3 separate regions of the Zea mays genome follow, and all the other regions are linked to region 1. The links are chromatin contacts, called in public Hi-C maps. All regions are on one chromosome and are shown on one strand. The core of a region is the stretch at or near the end of the contact, and the rest is flanking DNA. Distances in the headings are between cores, read along the strand shown.

What was found. Hi-C and Micro-C count contacts between places; a contact is called where the count stands out from the background.
Region 2: a contact with region 1 is called in a Hi-C map of leaf, with 4 times the contacts expected there. The contact joins the promoter of LOC100285740 here to the promoter of LOC100193148 in region 1. A contact is called at or near these places in 2 of 25 Hi-C or Micro-C datasets (ear and leaf).
Region 3: a contact with region 1 is called in a Hi-C map of ear, with 3 times the contacts expected there. The contact joins the promoter of LOC100281371 here to the promoter of LOC100193148 in region 1. A contact is called at or near these places in 3 of 25 Hi-C or Micro-C datasets (ear, leaf and tassel).

The regions. Positions count from the first base shown.
Region 1 is chr1:198,553,523-198,557,995 of Zm-B73-REFERENCE-NAM-5.0, reverse strand. LOC100193148 reads right to left here and starts at 2,386. Exons shown (of 8, transcript NM_001358645.1): 1 at 2,144-2,386; 2 at 1,969-2,038; 3 at 1,356-1,447. The coding sequence starts at 2,189.
Region 2 is chr1:198,909,893-198,913,818 of Zm-B73-REFERENCE-NAM-5.0, reverse strand. It overlaps LOC100285740 (nodulin-like protein), which reads right to left and starts at 2,233. Exons shown (of 3, transcript NM_001158631.1): 1 at 1,734-2,233. The coding sequence starts at 2,069. It overlaps LOC103642992, which reads left to right and starts at 3,018. Exons shown (of 11, transcript XM_023301319.2): 1 at 3,018-3,287; 2 at 3,373-3,762.
Region 3 is chr1:199,017,665-199,021,682 of Zm-B73-REFERENCE-NAM-5.0, reverse strand. LOC100281371 reads left to right here and starts at 2,366. Exons shown (of 4, transcript NM_001154289.1): 1 at 2,366-2,993; 2 at 3,898-4,018. The coding sequence starts at 2,781.

The sequences.
Region 1 (4,473 bases), core at 1,137-3,636:
TGTAATGATCGGGTAAATCGGGATTACCCGAACCCGACTTTTTAGATACCCAAATTTCCAGGTACCCGTTTATTTTGGGTAACAATTTCTAAAACCTGAAATTTTAAAAACCCGAATTACCTGACCCGAATTTTTTGGGTAACCCAAATGCCCACCCCTATCAAGAGAAGTACAACTATCAACATGTCTATTCTCCAAATCAAGTTTAGGCTGGCTTTGGCATAGAAAATTGACACATGTAAGCATAAAACAACTAGATAGACCCATCAAACATGATCTAGTCAAGGGGGTTGAAGGATATGAAATTTGAGATAGATTATGTAGCTCGTGTCAAGCTAAAAATTAAGTTGGAACACTCATCCTAACAAGATCATGATGGACATTAGTAGGCCATTAGAATTGTTGCATATTAAATCATTTGAACCTACCTGATATACAAGCATTGGTGGCAATAAATATGGTTTTGTCATAGTAGATGAATTCTCAAGATTCACATGGGTATTCTATCTAAATGACAAAAGTAAAGTCTACAATATCTTGCATCGTGCTTCTTAAGGCAGTACTATGTCCGAGTCTTAAGGCCTCTAGGGATTTCAACGTTTGCATGCTCGGCTTGCCCGTTACTTTGGGGTTGATGCGCTGAGGCAAAGCAAAGCTTGATAACCATGTCTTCGCAATAGTCATCGTTGGTGAATTGAGTACCATTATCGGTAATAACCCTATTTGGGACCCCAAAGCGGGATAAAATGCCCCGAAGGAATTTGACAGCGTAATGGTCGTCAACTTTGATTGAAGTGATGGCTTCCAACCACTTGGTGAATTTGAGGATGGCTACGTAGAGGTATTCATAGCCACCGACAATCTTAGGGAAGGGCCACAGGACGTTGATGCGTCTAACAGCAAAGGGTCAAGACAACAGGATGAAGCACTTGAGTCGGTGTGTGGATCTTCTTTGCGTGGAACTGGCCCGCTCGGCATTTTGGTACTATCTCAACTACCTGCGTCCTTGATGGTTGTCGGCCAGTAAAATCCTTGTTGTTTGTCCATGTGATGTGACAGCGAGTGCATAGGTTTGTTTTTAAGTAAAAAAAAGGTCACTGGCAGCAAGCAATTTTTAATACTTGTTGGTGGATTATATTGGACCAAGTTAACCCAAACCCCAAAAATAATTAATTGGGCAGTGTGGGTCAGGTCTTGGGTCAACCAATTCCAACCCATCTGCAAGGTTAATCACAAGGAGTAAAGAAAGGAGGACACTGAAGTACTACTGCTGGAAGTTCTACGAGCTACTTGGGGCGTGATAAGAATGTAACTTGACAACCAAGTATTGGAAATGTGAAACCACCAGAACTTACCTAAAACAGCATCCTTTCCAGGCAATACAAGGTCAATGTGGAGGCCTTTGTAGTTGCCATGGTACCTAACCCATGGGGCACCTTTAGGAAATCTGCAAGGTACATATAACAAAAAATGATGTTAGCTTCAGGATATCATTCAGGTAGTATGCATTATGAATTTATGATAATGGATGCCATCAGAATTCCCACCACAGAATCGCTTGGTTACTTAATAAAGCCAGGAACTGGCCAAATGCTGGCACTTGATTCGTGTGTCATAGACTTTATGAGCAGAGTGCATATGCATACAGCTAGAGAGCATCATACTAATGATATTTTTTAACTCCAGAAACGGTTTGCATTCTTGTTCAGAATGACATAGTTGGCTAGTTGCTACTAACTGCTTAGTGATCCATGTTGCCTGCACACAGCAATCTGAACCAGAGACAGAAATGCCCAGAGGGACTAGGAAGGAATCCTGTTCAACATGCAGCACAAGGGGGAATTTGACTATTATCAATTGAAATCGCCCTAATCCATTCCACATAAGTCGCACTAATCCATTCCACTGAAATCGCAGTGAGAGCACATACGCTGAAGGACCAAAAGAGAAGGAAAAAAAGGCACTGACGTGGATTCGTGGGCGGGCGCCTCGACGAGCTTGAACTTGTGGACGAGCGGCATCGCCTCCGTCTGCATCGCTGCGTCGAGACCCGAGCAAAGCCCAATACCCACGGAGTAAGCGAAGCGAGAAACAGAGCAGAGCAAGGCCTTAGGACGGAGGGAGCAGCAGGGGGTCGGGTTACCTACGACGATGAGGACCTTGGAGATTGGGCCAGCTTCGGCAGCCATGGCCAGAGCCCGGAGGTGCAAGACCTAGCAGACGGATCGGGCGCGGCGGTTGTCGCCGGCGAGTGGGGAATCCGACAGTCAATAGTGAGGCGGCGCAGCGGTGAACAGGTTTCCGTGATCCCGTCGCTCTTATAGACTGGACTGGTGGGGACGGGTCGGTACCAGCAATGCAAGCGGCATGATTGGTGCCGGCTCACGCTCCTGGACCGCACCTCCACTCGTGTCCTCTGCTGGGCTGGAAAATATGCTCGCGCTGACCGGCTCGCGAGCCTTGTTTCTGTAGCGAGCTAGAGAAGTCTCGCGAGCTGTGTAATAATTTTATAGACAATCGTTCTTTAGCGTTTCATGACAATTCATAATTTAGATTACTCCTAATTAATGATATCTATATATTTTATATTTATATATTAATAATTTACTATATAATGCAATTATATATATCAGAGTGTGGCTCGTGAGCTGAGTCGAGTCTATCTCTCCAGCTTGTGAAATGGGCAAGCCGAGCTCGATCAGCCACCGAGCTGCGCCGAACCGAGCTCAACTCGTTTCCAGCCCTATCTGCTACCAACCAAGGGAAAAAATTTGCCTACCATCGGCTGTAGGAAAACATCTCTACAGCTACCTTTGTATCGACGACACAGGTCCCCCCACATATCTCAAAGAAACGGAACTGGCTCGGCTTATGGACTCCTCCGGCTCCTTTCTTTTCTCATCTTTAATCGCTCCTTTTGCCCTGGCTTGCTTACGGATGGCTCGTCGGCTCCTTTTTTTCTCTCCTCTGCGCGCTCGGCTCAAGCGGTGCCGGTGTGGACCATGCGCGTGAGGTTTTTGATCAAATGCTCGAGAGGGATTTAGTTTGCTGGGGGCTTGATGGTCGATGGTGATGTCAGGGAAGGACGGATGATACATTGTGCCTCCAATTCGTCGTTGCCCAGGAGCGAGGCGCACAACTCATACACCTGCTTGAAGGAACTAGTTGCTCCTCTTTGGTGGAGTGAATTCTAGTTAGACTTAACCTGCTTTGTTTAAGCATTGCGTTCGAGTTTTATAGATTTTCTCTACTTGTTGGATTTGGGATGGGTTATAGACTTGCAAGCCTAGTTCATTTAATCATTTTGCATTTTTGCTGCTAGGGTTTGGAAATCTGTGGAGGTTTTGGCTGCCGTTGCACCACACCTTCGGTATGATGTACAACAGCGCCATGCATTGATGCACACTATTGTCAAGACTAGGGCAACAAATTATTGAAACTATCAGTCCTGGCAGCAAATGATTGTGTTCAAGATTTCTACACAATGAAGAAAACATCTCATGAGATTTTCAAGCTGGAAGAGAATGAAAGATAACCATGTGTTATATGTATACTAGCACAGATCAGAGTTTGTTGGTATGTTCATGTGTGTTCTTCTATACTAGTGATTGTAGTGACCAGTTCTAATTTCTCTTTTCATCTGAACAATGCAAATGGACTATTACGCCCCCAATCACATCGAAGTTTATAAAAGAGTGCCTTCTGCTTATGTGGTGTGATTATGTGCTTCATCAAAATGAAATTTTCGAGCAGCTGATGCTTCGTGATCAACTCCAAGTAAAAGGCTTGTATATCCTCCTAGCATTAATGGAGTAACCATGGCTGGAAAATCTGCACACATATCATTGGTTACAACATCATGTAATGTCATATTAGCACCAGTGCTTTCATCAAAAGATGTCTGTGTAAACAATAAACCTTTTTAGAGAATATTTAGATAACAGTATTGATAAAAAAGGACAATGGTATAGTTTAGTATGCCTTACAGTCAATTGTTTTGGATCTTGATCACGTTCTATATTTTGGTCTATGTTTCTTGAACTTTTTCATGTGCCATGTATGGAGTACAAATATTACCAACAATACTTGCTCTATGATTGAAAGAAATGATATGGGGAGGATAAGAACCTTTATCAAAATAAATTTTCCTTTTCTTCCCTATATTCTTTTCAACTGCATTCTTTGCTCGTTTACTTTTTGCACCTTGCACCACTGGAGGAACTATAAATGATATTTTACTATTTACAGTATCGATATTGTAGTCATTTGAGATTTGTGGGTGGACACATGTCTTTGAGATTTGTGGGCGGACGCATGTCGTCGATCTAAAGGCAGTTACGGAGATGTTTTCATACAGCCGGCGGTAGGCAATTTTTTCCCAACCAAGGGGCAGTCTGCAACTGTTACCTTAAATTTCTCCCCCTATATCCTACTTTATGCCACATCGTTAAAATTCCAACATTATTTTTCATC
Region 2 (3,926 bases), core at 984-3,483, 360 kb before region 1:
TATGCAGTAAGTGTGGTGAGTAGGTATATGCATGATCCTAAGACTGGGCATATGAAGATAGTTTATCAAATCCTGAGATACCTGAAGGGAACCCCTGGCAAGGGATTGTGTTTTAGACCAAATCAACATATGAATTTGGATGGGTATTGTGATGCGGACTGGGCGAGCAGTAAGGATGATCGGAGATCCACTTCTGGATATTGTGTATTTGTGGGAGGTAATCTGGTTTCATGGAGAAGCAAGAAGCAAGCTGTGGTATCTCGATCCACTGCAGAGGCTGAACATAGAGCAATGGCTCTAGCAGTTTGTGAAATGATATGGTTGAAGAGTCTCTTGAAGGAGCTTCAAGTGTTGAAGAATGAGACAATGTTGCTCCATTGTGACAATGTGGCAGCAATCAACATAGCAAATAATCCAGTTCAGTTTGATCGCATGAAGCATGTGGAGATTGATAAGTTCTTCATCAAAGAGAAGATTGATAGTGGTGCTTTGAAGTTGAAGTATGTAAAATCTCGTAATCAAGTAGCGGATAGTCTCACAAAAGGTTTAGGTCCTAAGGATAATGAGTTGGCATGTAACAAGATGGGAATGTTAAATATATTTGGCCCATCTTGAGGGGGAGTGTTGGTGTATTATGAACAAGTTGAAGGGTCTATTTGTAAAGTGGTAAAGTATAATAGAAAAGAGTGAGGGTGCTGTGTGAGATTAACACACACCAGAAAACAACAGTAATCATATGATGTCATTTAATTTTTTGTGCCCCGAAAACAAATCAAGTGACCTCCTGCAACTGTATTTGATATAAAACGACTAATCAGCTCTGATGTTCTAAATTGCAAATTAATTAAGGGAGACGAATAAGATACCACAGTTAAATCATTATACAATTTACCCTGATTTCATAGCATCTACAGGAAATTTTAGATAATAGTAAGGTACAGCTGGAGGCACATGGAAAGCAGGACAGCGACCACATTGTCAAGAGAAGCACGCCCCCGCACAACAATTGGCCATATTCAATAGGACCTATGTCAAATTGCTCAATGCAACTTGGAGAAGTTCTGCATTATAAAAGAGTATCCATTTCCACGATAACTGTATCTGTATAGTTCTGCTTTAATGGGACACGCTACAGTAAACATCAAAGTTTAGCTAGGCAGTATCCTAAAACAAACGGAATCAGCTCAGCCGTCCTTTTCTAAGTGAAGGAGTCCAAGTGCTACTCTGCACCCCCCGAGGCCCGAGGGCATGCGGTCTTTTGTATGGTTAGAAATGATTTGAACGCTAGTAACACCATGTTATGAGACCATGTGAGCAAGAATATTTGACAAAGGTGCAGCAAAATCTGCAGAACTATATGTCTGTATGGAACATCACGGTATGACGCTGCTACCATACGGAAGTTTTCCGAAAGCTTGGAATTTCAACGACGACTGCATTTGGAAACCCAAAATTCCAACATATATTCCACAGAAGCATCGTGCACGATTCAATCAACAACAGTCATGGGCAAGAAAACGTAAGGAAGTTTAATCGTTGGTAGAGCGATCACAGATTCATAGGCGATCGCGACATGCAACCAACCAATGCATCCGCAGCCCGCCGGGGAACGGGGAAAAAGACCCAAGAACAGAATGGAACGGGAGCATGAGCATCGAACGCGCAGTGACAAGGAAGCAATGAAAAAAAAAGTAACGCGTCGATGACAAAATGAAGATGCGTGGGGATCTCACCGCCCAGAGCGGGGGCACGGGGACACGGCGCGTGACGGCGAGCCAGACCCATCCGTATCCGACGAGGTTCTGCGCGGCGCCGACGAGGAGCGCGGCCCAGAGCGGGAGCACGGAGCAGAGCGTGCCGGCGAGGAAGCCGACGCTGTCGCCCAGGTCCTTGGCGACGCCGAGCCCGGCCACCTGGCGCTGGTTGTACCCGAGAGAGGCCTTGATCACCGGCGAGAGGCTGCCGAATAGGTAGCCGACCCCGGCGCAGGACTGCATCCACATCGCCGCCACGAACACCAGCCACCGGTTCCGCAGGAACCCCCGTACCCGGCTCCCTATCTCCACCATTGCGCTTGCGCCCTGCTTCCCGCCTTCCCGGCCCCGGACCCGGAGCTCCGACCCCACGACGCCGCGATAGATACCCCGGCGCGACGGACGGATGGGGACGCGCGCCCGGCGTTGGGGTCTTCTGGGCCAGGGACGGGCGCGCCCGGATCGTTGTGCGGCAGGCTAGTCCGGCAGCGGTCACCGTGGCCTTTTGTGGGTTGCGAGTTGCGAATGCCGTGCGTACTTGCGTGACTGCGTGTGTGCCCCAGTATCGCGGATAAAAAAAAACGACGGGCGGGACCAGCCGAAATTCGTGGCATTCGAGCTCCTTTGTTTCGCTGTCGCAGTTTGGGCGGTCGGGTTGGGCGAGTAGGCCCTTCCCCCGTGGATGGAGCGATGGCGACTCGGCGAGACCGCCGCGAGAGGAGGACTGGAGGAGCAGGAGGCAAAGGCGAAGGCAGGCGAGGCGACAAACACGGGCATTAGCACCTGACAGGGAAAGTCAAGCCTTTTTCCCCCCTCCTCCGGTGCCACGGGGTGCCGCCATGCGCGGCGCGGCACGAGACAAGCCCCAGTGCGCAGTGCGCTGCAGTAGGACTCTCTCGAGCAGTATATCTAAAGCGCCCTGTAATCTAAATTTTAGAGAAGATTTCTCTCTTTTATGTCTTAGTGTCCTCTAAAATGTCCAATAAATATAAATATAGAGGACGTTAATGGATCCTCTATATATAGAGTTCCTCTCTCATCCCCTTTATACATTTTGATATTTAAAACAACAGAATTAGCAAAATCAAAATCTCTACTACTACTTAAGTGCCTATCGTAGGCGTTCACAGCCACATCACGTTCTGCCGCTAGCGTATCTCGCCCCGCATCCCGCCCACGGCCCCCGCCGATCCGCCTCCCCATTCCCCTAATCACGCGCCCCATGCCCGCCGATCCGCGGCTGCCGCCCCCTGTCCCACCGATCCACGACTGCCGCCTCCTCCCTCCCCTAATCACGCCCCCTGTCCCGCCGATCAGTAGTTGTCGCCCCCCTGTCCCGCATCACGCGCGTCTCGCTTCCCCTAATCACGGCGTCGGCGGCGTCCTCGAACGTCGCGGGGAGGCGGTGCTCGGGCGCCAGAAGGTAGTCCACGGACGCCATACTCAAGCGACTGGAGGGACAGTGCATCGCGTTTAAACCCTTCTCTCCTTCTCATCCCCACCTCCCTCGCGGATCACTCACCGTCGTCGTCGGTATCTCATTCGCCCCCCTCTCCTCCCTTCCTCGAGTGAGACTCTTCTCGTGCCCGGAATCCTTACTCGATATGTCATTCTACAGGCTGCAGCCGCCGCCGTGATGTTGTCCCTCCAACTTCCTTAAACCCTAGCGCCAGCAGCAGGCAACCAGCACCGACGAGGAGGAGGAGCGCGGAGTAGAGGGGCTCCGGCGACCGCATCGGAGATGGCGGCGAGCCATGGCGCGGATACGCTCAAGTCCACCTCCATCAACGGGCAACCGTCTGTCTCCTCCCACCCATCAAATCCAAGCATCAGGAGGCACTCACCTTTGACAGCGGCCATCCCTCAACCCTCTGTAGCATGTGGCGCCCTCGCTGCGAATCTGTCTTTATGACAGTTGCCATCCTCGCATCCCAAACCGTCGATGCCCACCCCTAACATGGTTCCTGACCTCCCTGACAGGTGACTCCTCTGAAGGATATAACAAGTGGTATGTGCTCTGCTTTCCATTTTATCCCATTTTTCCATTTTGGAATGTAATAGTGTGGCTATGGGAACATAATTGATGAATCTATATGTTTTAGTTTCCATTTCCTAAACATAACTAAGAAGCTTATCTAGGGAAATCATTTTAGCTTTTTGCTGCTCCTTATG
Region 3 (4,018 bases), core at 1,117-3,616, 460 kb before region 1:
CTGCAGTTAGTGAAAATAGCTAACGAAACTACTTGAATGGTGACTAAAATAAGATCAACTACTAAAAAAATCTGTAGTATACAATTATGTACCTGGTACATACTTAGGGGTTCAGGCGGCCGCCCACCTTACCCCTCGGAGCCGGCTCTTAGGCTCTAGGTGAAAAACTGGAAACAAACCATGAGCCGACGCGCACATGCACTGCACGCGCCCGGTCTCAGACAAGCACGGGCATGTGCCATGCCACCAGAAAATCTAATACTAGGGGTAGATAGCACCGTGGGAGCTACTTACTAGTAGTCATTTTCTTTACGGGGGAGTACGGCACGCAAGTACGCGTACCACCAGCGATTGACTGCCGCGTGTGTACTTGGGGTTGCTGGGATCGGCTCCACGGTCCGACCCTGGACCGGTCGGAGATCGTACACTAGTAACGGCCTCTGATCGCGGTCGCACGCAATTGCCCAATCGCGTCGCGGCACACAGGCAGGCCCGCAGGCGTAGCGGTAGAATAGGGTAGGGTGCAGCAGGGGATACGTCGTGTCCGACGTAGGTAGAGTAGCTCACAGAGTCACAGCGGTGCGTACCACGTTTGTCGTTCGTACATGCAGGCCGTCGTTTTTTTATACTCCCTCCGTTTCTTTTTATTTGTCGCTGGATAGTGTAAAATTGCACTATCCAGCGACAAATAAAAAGAAACAGAGGGAGTATTTTTTTAAAAAAATTATGTTTGAGTCCTCGATGCGACTATATGGAACTGTAACCCGTTTTTAGCCCTCGTATGGTACGACACCAAGATTAAATGCTCGGACGTACCAACCTCGTTGTGTAGTGCGGCTAGTAGAGATGTAAATGATACAGAAATTACCTGTCAGATATTTGAATTCGATTAGTATAAAATGGTTGTGATCCGATCTGTATTTCGAGTTTAGGGTATTCAACATCTAATCTATATCCATGTGCTCAAAGTTGGATATTTACGCGATGTCAATATCCATTCAAATTGTATTTAGTTGTAGCCATGTATTTATCTGTCCTACATCATAGCATATACTTTACATTATGTCTTGTACAATTGTTAAAATAAATTGCTAAAAATAATTAATATGTCATGTGAAAAAATTGCCAAAGTTTTCCCAATTTCCATAGCATCCGTCATAAAAATGTCATGAATATAACATATAGACACATATAAACAAAATATCATCTACATTACAATAGTCCATACTTGCAGAAGAGAGCATCTCGTATAGTATCCCAATAGTCCATGACATTTATGCAATCGAATGAATTAGTGTATTGAAGTTTGAAAGTCCAAATAAAATATATCCAGGTTTTAAAACCATTACTCTCTCTCAATGTCTCCTAGACTTACCACTTTCCTTGTTAGCGCATGTAACCCATTTAATATAGTGTCGAGACCGACTCTTCACGAAGAGTCTGTCTTTACACGACTCTCCAAACATATTGTTTCTTAACTCTATTTATAGTCTAGTGTCTTAGGGTTGTATCATGCGATCTCTTAAGTTTTTTTGTATTTAGAAAGCCTAACCTTGTCTCAGGGTTCTACATTCCTCTAGTGTTGGTGACCAGAGTGTAAGTGCTAGGAAGACAATGATGTCTGTGTGTTGGCTTCTGTGTGTGCTCGCTGTCAAGATTGGGTCGAAGGTGCATCCTATCCTATAGCTGAGACGTTTCAATCTAAATTATCACTCAACTACTAAAATCAAATAAAAATAAGGATCCTTAGTTAGGCTCTGATTGTTTTGAATTATAATCGGACTAGATTATATGATCTAACAATTTTTAAACTAAAGATTACTTTAAAATTTGTTAGACTATATTATCTGGATATATTATAATCCCAGACAAATACACTCTTATGACTAGTTTGGAAACTACATTTTCTAAAGGGATTTTTAATTCTCTTGGAAAAATAAAATTCCTTAAAAAATGATGTCCAAAACTAGCCGTTAGCACTGTAAAATTCTAGTTTTTTGGATATAGGGAAATTCAGAAAACGGGCGTTCCACTACGTGCAGGATCAGTTTTCTCTGACCTGCTGCTGCTGAAATCAGCGGTCAGTAAAAGCTGACGCCTGCAGAAAATGCCCCATATTGCTGCTGGACGCCTTCTACATTTGGGCCTGTATAATGCGGTGGTAGGCCCAACGTTTAGGCCGCAGGCCTGGTTGCCAAAGCCAGAGACGGAGACGGAGAGGGGCCTAGAGCCCATCTCGCGTCGAACAATGGGAAAGAACTCCTTCCTTCACAGTTCACGCGGACGGATATCTCGTCTCGGTCAGTTCGCTTCGTGAGTTATCTTTATCTCCTCTCGATCGATCGCTTCCTCCATCGAGGCGGTAAAGCGCCGCCCAGATCGCCGGAAGCAAGCGGCGACCTCACCAGCTCCGAGCAGCAGCAGGTACGAGTCTATACTCCACTTCCTCTCCGTCTCACCCCGACTGGCGATTTCTTGCATAGGGCTTGCGGCCCCGGTCAGATCTTGCTCCGGCACTCGCTGCCAGCCTGATCGGAGCCTGGAGTCGCAGGGTGGGAGCGGACTCCATTCAACGGAATCTTCCCCTATGGTGGCTGCTGCTGTGCGTTACCGGCCAGCCGCGTGCCCAGTTTACTCCCGTCCGGTCTATCCCGTTCCTCAGCCGATTCCGCCCACCCGAACCGTGACCACCTGATCTTTTCCTATGCCCATGCTGATCGTTTGGGGATTCGTCTCTGCAGGGAGGCTCGTGGAACCATTAGTCGTTTTCTGGCAGCGGCATGGAGGGGCTGAGCTGGAGAACGGTGTGTTGTTTATCGGTGCTCTGTGCCGTGCTGTTCTTGCGCCCGGCCGAGGGCATCCGCTTCGTGATCGATAGGGAAGAGTGCTTCTCGCATAACGTGGAATACGAGGGGGATACTGTCCATGTATCCTTCGTCGTCATCAAGGCTGACACCCCGTGGCATTACAGCGAGGAGGGCGTCGATCTTGTGGTAAGGGACTACTGGTTCGGTCTGAGCCTATCTGCTTCTGACAGAAATCTTAAATTATGTATATTGATTGATGCATTCTTGGGTCGTATCTACGACTATTTAGGCCTTGTTCGGTTATTCTAATTACATGTGGATTGGAGTGTATTAGAATGGATTGAGATGAAATTTGACTTGCTATGGATTTAAACCGACTCAATATCACTCAATCCACATGGATTAACAGTGAACGAAAGCCTTTAGGGCGCAACGATGAAGTGATGAACTAATAATTCAACAAAATTACATATGCACCTATGCTACTATTTAAAGGGTCTGCATCATTGATTATGGATGTGAAAGAAATATACGTTGGAATGCCCAATTGATCATATGGGGATTATATTGCTACAGTCCAATTATGGGATGGAAGGAATGTGGTGTGGGGTTTTGAGCACAGGACATGATCTGTGGAACTTAATAGCCTTAACTAAAGCTGTTTGTTGCATCTTTTTCTGACTGGTATCTAACATAATCTGAAGTCTAAGGGTTTGAATTATGTAGATGTAAGGTATTCAATTTGTGTAATGAAGAAAAAAGAAACCTCTAATTATATTTGTTACTTTTTAATGTTAATCTTTAATAACTAATGGGTCCGTCAACAAATTAGTTGGCTGGTGACAGCTTCAACTTTGAACTCCTGTTGCTCTCTTAACTTTATCGGATTTTTCAACTCCTGTCCTTATTTTCTTTTGCTGCAACAAAGCTTTGATGGATCAGACAGTTTGACTTAGTAAGCTCATTAACTAGTCTTGTTTGGTGCTTGTTGGGCTCATTAACACAAGCACTGTAGAACCTTTCCTCGATTTATAGTTTTTCCTTGTTTTACCTAGCGTTCCAACTGTAACGCCATCTTGACTAATGACAGGTTAAGGATCCTAATGGCGCTCAAGTCCGTGATTCCCGAGATAAGACTAGTGACAAGTTTGAGTTCATAGTTCAGAAGAGAGGCGTCCATCGCTTCTGCTTCACGAACAAATCCCCATATC